Regions from separate parts of the Rattus norvegicus genome. Here region 2 is linked to region 1. A link is a contact called in public Hi-C data. All regions are on one chromosome and are shown on one strand. The core of a region is the stretch at or near the end of the contact, and the rest is flanking DNA. Distances in the headings are between cores, read along the strand shown. Region 1 holds the start of Kpna4 (karyopherin subunit alpha 4). Region 2 holds the start of Ppm1l (protein phosphatase, Mg2+/Mn2+ dependent, 1L).

Region 1 (6,129 bases), core at 137-2,636:
AGGTTGGCCTCAAACTCATATTCACCTGCCTTTGCTAGGTTTAAAGTATGGACCACCATGCTCAGCTTAAATATAATTTTGAAAGCATTTCCTCACTCTTTTCTGAACCTCGAGCCTCCAGCATAATTAGCCCCTTCTAATGAGTTGTAGCTCTATTTTTTATCTTGACATGAATGCGGGAGAGGAGAGGGGGAGTATCACTAAACTGCTCAGAGTGGCTTTGGACTCTTGGTCTGGCTGGCCTTGCTCTTGGGATACTTCTTTAACTGCTCCTCCTCACGCCCAGTAGCTAAGATTACAAACCGCGTCACCAGTCCGGAGCTCTTCTGAAAAATTTGAGAGGCTTTTTTGTATCTGTTTTACTTCCGCCTTTGGTTACAATGTTCCTGGTTAAGAGGTATCTTTGGGATTAACTTCCTTTATCAAGAGTCACAATGTTGCATTTGCTATGTCAAGGATCATAGTCGTCATTCTCTATAAATTAATACTTTGTGATCAAGCAGTTTAATTTTCCAAGAGAAACTGGCCAAAAAGGCAATTAGTTTCTACCTGTTGCAGGAACTTGGTCAGAGGCCCCTTTCCTTTTCCTACCCGGTCCCTCTAGTTTTCCCTTCAGTTTTCTGAATGCACATCGCCCTAGCCAGTCCTAGTCCCGATGCCTAGCCCTAGGATGGTTCGCAGTTCCCTGGACAGGACTCAGGGTTTAGGACTCGGAATGGAGCTTAGACACACCTCTTTGCCTTCCAAAGTGAATGAAGCGCTCAAGTAACACCGGAGGAGAAAAGAACGAAGTTCAGAACCCCAGTACCCAAGGCTACCCGGACAATCGTACCACCATAACCAGGACCACTATACCCTCCCCAGGACCACCCTCTCCCGGGTCTGCTTCTCTTTGGCTGCCTCCGGTTTCTCCCTTGGCGCGCGGCCCCTCCCCTCCCAAGCCTCTGCGCCCCGGCCCTTTCCTGCCCCAGACTCTCCCTTCCCCTTTCCTTTCGCTCTTCCGCCCCCGCTCTCCATCGCCCCTTTTGATTGGCCAAGCACGCCGGAGCCCGGCCGGCCAATAGGCGGACCGGGTTGGCGACGATGGGCGTGGCCGCAAAGCCGGGCCCTCAGATCGAGGCTGCCTCCCCCTCTCAGCCGGCAGCACATTCCGCCGCCGTTGCCGCCGCCGGCCCCGCAGTCGTCTTCGCCAGAGCTGCTGTGGTACCCGGGCTCAGGGCAGGCGAGGGCAGCCAAGGAGCGGAGGCCGGGGAGGCCGGGCGAGAGGAAGGGAGCGGACGGGCGGGCGGCGCAGGCGGCGGCCGGCTTCCTGGGAGCGTCGGTGCGGCGCGGTGGTTGGGGCGGATCCCGCGGGGCCCGGGCGGGGGGGGAGAGTCGCCGGCCCGGCCATGGCGGACAACGAGAAATTGGACAACCAACGGCTCAAGAATTTTAAGAACAAAGGCCGCGACTTGGAGGTACAGTGGGGTCTGCGGCCTCCGGCCCCGGCGGGACGCGGGGTTCGTACGGAGTCGGGCGGGCGCGGCGGCCGGCATGGCGCTGGGCGGGCGGGCGAGCGGCCGTGACGCGGGCGCCGCGCCGGGAAGTTTGTGCCGGGCCTGCTCCGCCTCCGCCGGCGACAGCGCCCGGGCCCGCCGGGTGCGGCCTAGGCCTGTTCTGCCGAGCCGGCCAGACACGAGTGCGGGCGGCCGGAATATCGGCTGCGGCGGAGGCCCAGCAGCGGCGGAAGCTCCGGCTCTGCTCCGGCCCCGACGCCAAGCGTCGCGGGCGGAGGGCGATGGGGGAGCGAGCGGCGACCTCGTAACTTCTCAGGGCCTAAGACGCTTCCACGTTCAGGAGGTTTTTCTAATCACCCCGACTCTGGTTTTACTCCAACGTCCAAACTACAGGAGTCAACTTCTCCGCTGGAAAGAAAAAAAAAAAGCACCCCCGCCTCTCGCGGGGGTCCTGGTGATGCTAGCAGTGCCTTCCAGCGGCCTGGGTTTCACTCTGGTCCTAGCTGATTCAAGATGTAGCTCACGATGTGCCCTTTTCCAGTCAAAGGATCGCCTATCCCCAACCCCTTATTTGAGCCTGTCCACAGATCTTTTTACTCCTCTCGGAGAAGAGATCACCAGTTTGCATTCTTACATAGAAAGCCCAAAGGGTTATTCAAAGCTGTCATCCTCTAGTCTTCAGTATTCTTTCCCTCCACCTCCTGGTGGTGATGGCAGTGAGGAATCGGGTAGGCTGTGGACTGACACCATCACGTATTATTTTAAAAGGGAAAAGAAGGCTTCGTTGTCATAGACACAGCTACTTCCAAGGTTCGATGTATTAAACACACAGTTTCTTTCCATTGTGACTTTTTTTTTAAACATAGGGAATTATTTTTTAAAACACAAGGCGTTCTAAGCTTAGAGTTTAGCTTCTTATCCCCATGTGTTCTTGTAACTGATCTTCAGACTGCTGTGGTCCGTTTCTGAACTTGAGCATTTGCGGGCTAGAGATGGCAACTTTTGTTTACTTTTCCCAATGCCATTCAGTCTTTTAATGTAGTTTGCACTGTTTTAGCTTATTGCAGTAGTTAGAACTGTATGTTCCAGGGTGTGTGTTCCCAGAGCTCGTTTGACGGTTAATGAAGCTTTGTGATCATTTTTTATAGTGAAAGAAATTTTTAAAATAATTTTTTTGGATTTATTTTATGTATAGGGGTGTTTTGTCCGGATGTGTGTGTGTGCATCCATGTGTGTGCCTGGTGTCCAAGGAGGCCAGAGGACAGTGGCCCATCCCCTGGAAGTGGAGTTACAGCCAATTGTGAGCTGCTATGTGGGTGCTTAGAACTGAACCACTGAACCATTTCTTCAGCTCCCAAATTTAATATTTTTATTGGAGTAATTTATATGTAACAGAAGCCAACTTTTTAAATGTATAATTCATAGTTGTCATTAAATTTGTATGTTGAACAATGCTGATTTATTTTTACTAATAAAAATATTTAGAATGGGAAAATCACAAGTTAGGAAATATAAAACTGATAAATACTGCAAAGTTAGAAATTTCAGAAAAATATCAGGTAGCCAACCAATCTAATTCTTTTGCTTCCTATTTCTAACAGGTTCCTTGAAATGTGATTTACATGCTATACAATTCACCCAGATAAAGTGTTTGGGTTTTTTTTTTAAAGATTTATTTATTGTATGTATGAGTGCACTGTCACTGTCTTCAGACACTCCAGAAGAGGGCATCTGATTCCATTACACATGGTTGTGAGCCACCATGTGGTTGCTGGGAATTGAACTCAGGGCCTTTGGAAGAGCACAGTGCTCTTAACTGCTGACCCATCTCTCCAGTCCATAAAGTCGTTTTTAATGTGTTTAAATAGTTGCACAATCAACACCTAAGTCAAATCTCCAAATATTTACTGCTCTTTAAAGAACCCCTGATATAAGTCATTCTTTCTCAGCTACTCCAGCTCAAAACAATGTTTTGATTGCCTATTCTGAATGCTTCATGTAAATAGAATGTACATTTTATGATATGTTGTGGCTACCTGACTTGAAGGTTCATCCATACTGTAACAAGAATGTTTCTTAGGTCTGAATAATGTGCTTGCCTATAGTTATACCACATTGTGTTTATATGTGTTCATCTCTATGGAACTGTGGTTAACCCTTTTTATCAGGTATATATTACTGGTATAAGCATTTATATACACATTCTTGTGTAACATGTTTACTTCTTTTGGTTACAAACCTAGAATGCTAGATGATACTGGAACTTTACATCTAACGTTTTATAGGGTTACCAGACTTACTTTCTCCCTTTCCACCCCTCCCTCTTGTTCTTTTTTTTTTGGACAAGGTCTCATTATGTAGCTGTAGCCCAGGATAGCCTTACACTCTCAATCTTTCTCCCTTATCCTCCTAAATACTATATTTTATTGGCATTATCCCTGATTCTCCCTCCCAAGTTCTGGGATTGCATGTGCCACCCCACCCTGTTTTAAGTTTTTGTGACTACCTGACAAATACACAAACACAAACACAAACACATACACACGATATTACCCTTACTATGTATTTCTTGCCACTACAGACTAATAAATACTGAATCTACCTGGCTACTATGATAGGTGACTTAAAGTTAGGTATAAATGCATATTAGACATATTTTGATATTATGTCGGTAGCCACTATCTAATGACTGGATCCATGTATGTGCATTAGAAATTAGAATATTTTCATTTTTCTACCTATAAATATGATGTGACTAAAAATTATTTCTGTGACTTACTCAAGATCACATAAGTGGGTGTTGTTCACTTGTAAATCATAGTATGTACAATGCCTTGGGTTTGATCCTCAATACCACAAAAGAAAACAAAAGCTTCTAGAAATGATGAGTTCTTGTAATGAGACAGAAACATCTTTTATTACTTCTAGACAGTCTGTTTGTTGTATTGTTACTTTCCTGCCTGAATCTTTCCAAAGCCTGTATGTACATTTTCTCCCCCTCCAGATAGTTTCTGCATTGTGTTATATATGTAATCTATATAATGTATAGAGAGAACATGATGTAGTTACCTCATTGTGTTACATATATAATATATGTGAAATATAACAGATTCTAAGAAAATACTGCTTTTTAGGTTGAGTTTTATTATTTATGTATTTATTATTTATGAGAAGGCAGGGCTATTGCTGTACAGCGAGAGTTAGCCTAATATTCCCTAAAGGCCACTTAATCCAGCTTTAAAAATGAAATATTTGACATGATATGATTCCCTTCTTATTTTTCAAAAGCCAGTTTTACCATTTCTCTGTTTAGACCAGCTATAACCTAGGTGAGTAATAGTCTCATGTGGATGGTAGCTACCTTATTAGACACTGTATGTATAAAATATACAACTGTATGCAGAATGAGGTCATTGAAACATGTGGGGAAGAGGTTGATTGCAATGAGGACAAAATCTGCCAGTTTAATTTAATTTTACCTGATCTCTAACTTTGTGTGTGACCTTGGAAGAATCATTTAAGTCTTGGATTCTTTTCATCTACAAAAATGATAGTGCTCGACCTCTGCTTTATGAATGCTGGGGACATAGTAGGTTAGTAGTGAGATGCCTGACAACTCACTAATTTATCTTTTATTGGATAGAGAGGACTCTAATAGGATTCAGTATGATTGAATCTCTTGCTCTCTTATTTGCAGTCAGCTGTGTGTGTGTGGTTTTTAAGGTGTTTGTTTGTATATATATAAAACTTATGTTACTTTGCACTTTGTTACATTAAAGAGTCATTGGGGAATTGCCTACTAGAGGGCAATTGGGCACAATGATGTGACCCTTCTGAAGTCATAATTTTATGTCTCATAGATTTCTATTTAATATTCACTAGTACCTTTCAGTATATCAATTCAGCTCCTTCAAAAAATACTCATGATTTTTTTTTGAAAGGCAGAAATCAAAGGAAGTGTTTGTGAGTATTTATTTGAAATGTTTAAGGAGTTACCAGATGATATTCATGAAAGCTTGACTTTTTCCCTGTAGTGTGGTAGAGGATGGTTCAGTGCCAGTTTGAGGGGACTAACATAAAGAAATTTATGCAGTACAATATAGGAAATGGGTAGAGACCAAGTTGCCAATGAGATTTCTCAAGAGTAAGCAAGTTAAGATCATCTAAGTTTGGTAGTAGAGAGGGGTTCTTTTGTAGCATTTCTAGTAAACTCTCAAAGTTCTTATAAAAATTCTAATAGTTTGCTGGTTCATATATAAAATGTTAGAAAAGTAACACGATCTTGTGAAAACAACTTATGCTAAGTATGAGTATTAAAATACATAATTTTGAGTCTAAAACATGAAGTCAGGTTGGAAAGGTTTAATAAAGGTGCTGTGCTGTTTTGTATTGGGGAAATAGTTTTGTTGGCTCAAAATGCGCAGTGAAAAACATTGCTAAGCTAGTAAGTCTTACAACTTTAGAGACTGACCTCTCTCATCACAAATCTTGGAACATACTTACTGTGCTTAAAATAACTACTGTCTAATTCTTCAAATAATAGTTCAAGTATGAAACAATACAAGATCTCTGATAGAAATATCACTAGGATTTAAATTATTGCTTTAGCTTCCTATCAGCTTTTCTGGTTTAT
Region 2 (6,181 bases), core at 2,226-4,725, 190 kb before region 1:
GCTGCTTAAGCAAGTGGCCCAAGGTCACAGCTGACGTGAAGAAACAGAGATTCAAAGCCAGCACCTGAGTCAAGCACACACTTTTTCAGGGCACGTGTGGCTCTGAGCTCGGCACTGGGCAGATTAAAGCAGGAGAAGGGCCAGCCCCTGCCAGCCTACGCCCCATAGCCAGACCCGATGTTTAACCACAAATAGCCTTCCCTCTTCATCTTCTTATAGTCAATGGTGACCTCCTGGAGCTTTACCTCCCCTACTTCTCAGTCTGGTGTAAATGAAGTTCCCAGAACACTGGAAGCACACTGCAGGGTCACTTTTGGTCTAACAGTCACTCTTATTAGACGGGGATTTCTCAGGAGGGCAGAAGTTCTGTCCGGTCACTTTTGTATCCCTAGAGGGCTAATGCATCTAGGTAAATACGCAAGCCTACTATCCAGTGAAAAGACCAACAAACCAAAAGCCTCAGACTGGCCATGTAGCCTGAGGGAGGGCACAATTTCTCTAGCTATCTGCACCTCGTCTAAAGAACGGGATGAATTGATAAGGATGAAATATATAAGCACAAGTCAAGTTCCCTTCTGAGTCTAAATCTGTGTGGCTTATTTTATCAGTATGAACTATCACGAATAAAATACAACTCATTTGGGGATGGGGATTTAGCTCAGTGGTAGAGCGCTTGCCTAGCAAGCGCCAAGGCCCTGGGTTCGGTACCCAGCTCCGGGGGGAAAAAAAAATACAACTCATTTAACCTCTGTGTTGTGTATGGCCATGTATGTGTACTTACATCCAGAAAAAGGCACCTTTTCTGAGAGGCTGTAACTATCAACATATATATATATACATATATATATATAAACACACACACACACACACATATATATATATATATATATATATATATCTCAACCTATAGATATAGATATATCACGCAGTGGCACCCTCCTCTGGTGAATGCTAAAGGAACCAAGAACACAAATGGCAGGAACTAGATGCTGGGACTGCCTTAAAACGATGTAACAAGAGAATAAAAAAAGAAAAAAAGCAAGAGAGAAGTCACTCAGCAGTATCTGTTACTATCACCATCCCAATAGCACATTTATAGAACTCCCGATTTTTTTCTTTCTTCAGGTAAAACAAATGCAGAGACACTTACCTGACTGCACCTGATTGGAGGAGAAACTACAGCTACTCTATTTTTGTGAGAATTGATAATGTTAACTATTTTGCAAACAGCAAGAATTTGAACGTTAGGCACCATAAAAGGCATTTCACGGTTTGGCTAATAGTGGTCACCTTCTCACTTAACACTTATTTAGATGTGTGCAGTGAAAGTGGAAAACACTTTGAATTAAAGGAAAGTGTCCACTGCAGCCTTTCCAGGGCAGCGTATTTATCCAGACACTGCTAGGAACGTTTCAGCTGAAACTTTTCGCTCTGCAGACAAATGTAATCGTTCAATCGAGTGCAAGTGCCAATGTCACATTTAGTGTTCTACACTGCCCGGTGTTCTACAACACTGCTATTCCATCGAAACTTCCAAAGGTGTGCTTTCAAAAGCCAGAAGCAGATTATCTGCAACTGTTCTACTGCAGATTTATAATAACTATGTTTATTAAATTATTTACAGGGGAGAGGCTCACAGCTTGCTTCCCCCCCACTGAGTCTAGGCACATAAAATGACATTATGACTCCGTCATTAAACAGCCACCCTTAGTAATTGGTATCTTTTTGCTCACTCTGCAGTGTCTCCTATCTCAATTAGCCTCCTGTCTTTGAGCTATCCTGTGGCCAAGGGGAGGAGAACTCCAAACCATCCTGAGACTACAAAAGTACAATGAATGAGAAACTTTCATTCTGAAGAACACATTATAAATGGGCAAAGGGCACCCCTTTGTTTGTTTGTTTGTTTGTTTGTTTAAAGATTAATTCCAGTCTTATCACCTAAGTTTTCCAAATGTTTGAAATGTTTGGTATTCTCACTGTACCTGGGCAACATTTGCAAACGGTGAGTGGAGAGCACAGATAAGACAACCAACTGAAAGCTTCCTCAGACCAAGAACAAGTAAACACAGCTCCCTGGAACCCATCCAGGAGCTGAAGAACCGTAAGACTGCGAAGGAAAGAGGAAGAGGAAGGGAGGGTAAAGGGAGAAAGGAATACTGCCAAGAAAGACGTAGGGAAGCGTGAAGCAATGCAACAGTTACAAGTGTCCAACTGAGGCAGATGTCAGGAGTTGCTCTGGAGACACATTTTAACACTCACTTCCTCTGGGCAGAAGGCCAAGGGCAGGACCTCTGGGAAACCTGAGACTCCACACGCCCAGAGTGTCGAATGTCACAGAAATAAGCCAGTACGACCTATAGCGGGCTTTAGCCTATTTCCTGCTCCCAGATAAACCCCAAACAGAGGCTTATAGAAGGAAGAGGACATCAGTATCCCCAAGCTGGCCACCGCACAGAGGTCAGGTGTGGCTACCGCCGGCTCTGCGCGTACAGCCACCTCTGCAAAGGCTAGGCAACCAAATCCCACCACCAGCGAGGCACCCTGTCCCCGGTCCGATTGCTCTAGCAAAGTTGGCAGAGTTGAAAAGAAGCGTTGCAGCTAGGGAGTCCTTCCCTAGCGCGAAGGGAATATAAGTCACAGCTTCCTTCACAGGATCTACCCAACTGGTGCAGGCTTCTTCCCTTAGGGGTACACGGAAGACACTATCTTCCTTAACCCGCCTCGAACTCTAGAATCGGGACACTGAGGCCCGGTGATAAAATTCACTGCATCTATTACTCATTCTCCCCGGAAAACTAGCAGTTATTAACTGGCCTCTGACCTTGGGAACTTTATATTAAAAATGCCACGGAATATCCAGTGTGTGTCTCTCGGCTAAACTGAACGCTCTCGTATCCAAGAATTCCTTGGCAGGGTCTTGGGAACTTCACTCGCCTTTGTCATCACCACGCCCCTCTCGCCCAGATCCGACCCGCGCCACGCACTAGACGCCTGGTTATTTACACACACATAAACCCAGAGAACTCCTACCTCGCCGCCGTGACCGTCAAAGATTCCGAAGATGGACGGGTGCGTCTTGTTGGCCAGATCCGTTAGAACTTCGAAGCGATCTTCCATGTGGTCTCTCCGGCCCTGGATGGAGTACACCGCAACATTATGGCTCTTGAATTCCCAGGTCTTGGAAAACTCGGCCTCCAGCACATCAAGTCCTCCAAGACGATCGTTCTGCATAATCTCGGCCACCTTGCCCTTCACCATCTTCACCGCGTCCCGGCTGGACTTGACGATGGTCTTCACTTCGTCCGTGTGGAAGAAGTAACTCCACAGAGCCAAGCTGATGCACAGCAGAAAAAGCGTCTCGGGTCTCAGTAAGAAGTAGCGCATGATGCGACCCAGCAGAGACAGCAAAGTCATTGTATCCTCTATCATTTATTATCCCTAGAGCCCGACCAGCAGCAGCAACGCGCGCCCCGCAGCTCGCGGGGTCCGAGTACTGCGGGCACAGCCCGCGGGGACCAAGGCGGAGAGGCAGCCCGGGCCAATAGGATGAACCCACGGCGGCCCCCAACAGTCGTCCAGAATGATGGCAGTTTCCCTTTTGTCTGGGCAGCCCGAAGGCCCGTGCCCGCCGCCCGCGCCGCCTTCCCTCCCCGCGCTCTTTGTGAGACCGCAGCGACGGCGGCGGCGGCGGCCGCCGCGGGTACCGCGGGTGGGCGACAGGAATCAAGTTAAAGTTGCGCCGAGCCGCTCAGCAACGGTGAACAGGATTTCGGGGTGCCGTTGCCCGCGCGGTCCCGTTGGGGATCCCCCCCTCGCAGTTCCCGGGAGCGATCGGCAGGTGAGGAAGCGCAGGGCGCAAGAGCCCGGCTGCGAGGGTTGCACGTTCCCTCGATCGCCGTTGCAGGCGAGCTTGGGGACGAGACAGCGGAACGCTGCGATTTCGTCACACATCCAGGGGGGTCCCCGAGACAATAAAAGTTTTGCCGGTGCCTGGGCAAAGGCAGGGGGACACCGAGCCGGGAAACGCAGCACGATGGGTGCGGAGCCGCCGGCAGGCTCTGCCTGCCTCTCCCCGGCACCTCGCAGCTCGGCTCGGCTCGGCTCGGCTCCGCTCGGAAGCTCCCGGCTCCGCTCGCGCTCGCCCCGCCCCGCCCCGCCCCGCCCCGCCCAGCCCTGAGAGCGGCGCTTCCAGACCTCGTACGGCTCTCACCCCGCTAGGAGCCCGAAGGAGCTCTCCCGGGCGCACGTGGGCAGCAGGCGGGTCGGGGAGAACCGCGGGGGTGAGCGGCGAATCCAGAGGCCCAGATCTAGCGGATTGTCAATTCTGCGTTGGAGGCCGGCTTCCGGGAACAATGAGACAATGACGTGAGTTCACTGAATGTTAGTTTCTTGGGCGGCACGGCTGCTCGCTGTGGAGCCGGGAGCTGTACCTGAGCGCCTCCCCCTCCGGCACGTAACACAATGGTACGGTCCACGCCAGGCCCTTCGTAGGGCTAGCGAGATGGGACATATTTCTCCCGGCTCGGGACTCGAAAGTGAGTGATTACTTCGGCCACCCGAGGCAGTCTCCACTCCCACAGAGACCCGCCAGGATCTCCCGAGAGGCAGGATTTGGACCCGGACCCCAACAACTATGTCTCTCTGACTGCAGAACCGGGTATCCCAGAACCGGAAGCTAGACTTGTAATGACAAAGGCGGGAGGTCCAGGAAGGGCTGGCCTCTGAAGACAGGGACTGTGCTGGTGACCACTCTTCCGAGGAGACATGGAGTGTCCCTCAGCGAGCGACTGTGCCCATGGTTCAGGTTAGAAGTCCTCTGGAGGCTTGGAAGCGACAACCACCTCCTCAATCCCCGCCGAAGATGGGGGTGGGAATTTGAGTAAGCAAAGGTGGACTTCAGCAGAATAACTTGAAATGTGGGCGAGGACTGGTCGCCTAGAATATGAAACAAGTGGTCTTTAGGGGAAATTTTCCATTCCCTCTACCCCTGTCCACGAAGAACGGTGCTGATCCACTGGACCTCCTGATACCCTCCCAGCCAACGCGTCCCCCAAACACTTCTTTTGATCCCAATTATGTTTTGAGATATAAAGTATAATTACTGCAATGAAATAAAGCAAAATGTTCACAGTTGGCAACTAAAGTAACTAGGCAATTTACATTATCTTCAGATTTTTGTCTATTTTCCATAACGGCTAAAGTTTCTTCCTAGCAACCTAGACTTCCCTACCAACAGCGACAAAAAAGCACGCTTAAGTATTTAAATAATCTGACCCCAATAGGAAAGGAACATGAGGAACTGTTAACTAGGATATGGTCTTCAGTATATGATTATGGCTATGGCTTTCAATATTGTCCACCTGATTGAGAAACTATTAGTTTAAACAAACTGGGTCATTTCATTCAACATTCAAGAGGTTCCAAAATTAGATAAGAAACGAAAAATTCTTTAAGAACTGTAATTTGAGAGGATAATAACAGCACATCCGAGGTGCATTCTTAGTTTTCCATACAACTGTGTTTCCTCCAACAAACACACTTTGTAGATAAACTGATAAGGATGAGTCTGGCCTCCCAAGAAGTCACTAGTGGTAAAATTCCAAGCCCAAAGGTCCTCTGGGTCCTCTGCCTGAACTCGGCATTCCAAGTACTAGGATTAGAGAAGACACAACTAGGTATGTGATTTGTTTCCCCAAAGCAAAGTAAGCATGGTTACTACAATGGCTTGATTCCATGAATTAAGTAGTAAAGTTAGACATTTTTACATTCTGTGATGTTCTGCTGTGACATTTACTTCCAAGGGGCTCATCTGTGTAAAAATCAAGAACAGGTTTTAAAAAGACCCTCTAGGCGTTTTCTTATTTCTGTTGAGAAATTTCATGTAACTTACAATATTTAATGCCTGAATAAGCATTTGTTATTCTTTACTGTAAGCTGAAAATGCTGGGAAAATAATAAAACCGTTTCCACTGATGCCAAGTTCACTTTTGCTTCTTCTGGTTTTTGGAGAGAAGGTCTTTCTGTATAGCCTTAGCTGGCCTGGAATTCAATGTATAGACCAGGCTATCTCTGAACCTTTGCCTCCCGACTGCTGGGATGAAGGGTGTGTCCTACCACACCTGGCTGCAAAGGGTTTATATGTATAAAGATCTAAACAGATCTATATGTATCTGTTCCCATC

The links. A called contact is a pair of places that touch in the nucleus more often than the background predicts.
Region 2: a contact with region 1 is called in a Hi-C map of Schwann cells, with 2.6 times the contacts expected there. The contact joins the promoter of Ppm1l here to the promoter of Kpna4 in region 1. A contact is called at or near these places in 3 of 12 Hi-C or Micro-C datasets (Schwann cells, frontal cortex and mammary epithelial cells).

Annotation. Positions count from the first base shown.
Region 1 is chr2:155,686,008-155,692,136 of GRCr8, reverse strand. Kpna4 (karyopherin subunit alpha 4) reads left to right here and starts at 1,386. Exons shown (of 17, transcript NM_001014793.1): 1 at 1,386-1,457. The coding sequence starts at 1,389.
Region 2 is chr2:155,873,899-155,880,079 of GRCr8, reverse strand. Ppm1l (protein phosphatase, Mg2+/Mn2+ dependent, 1L) reads right to left here and starts at 3,475. Exons shown (of 4, transcript NM_001107681.3): 1 at 3,031-3,475. The coding sequence starts at 3,429.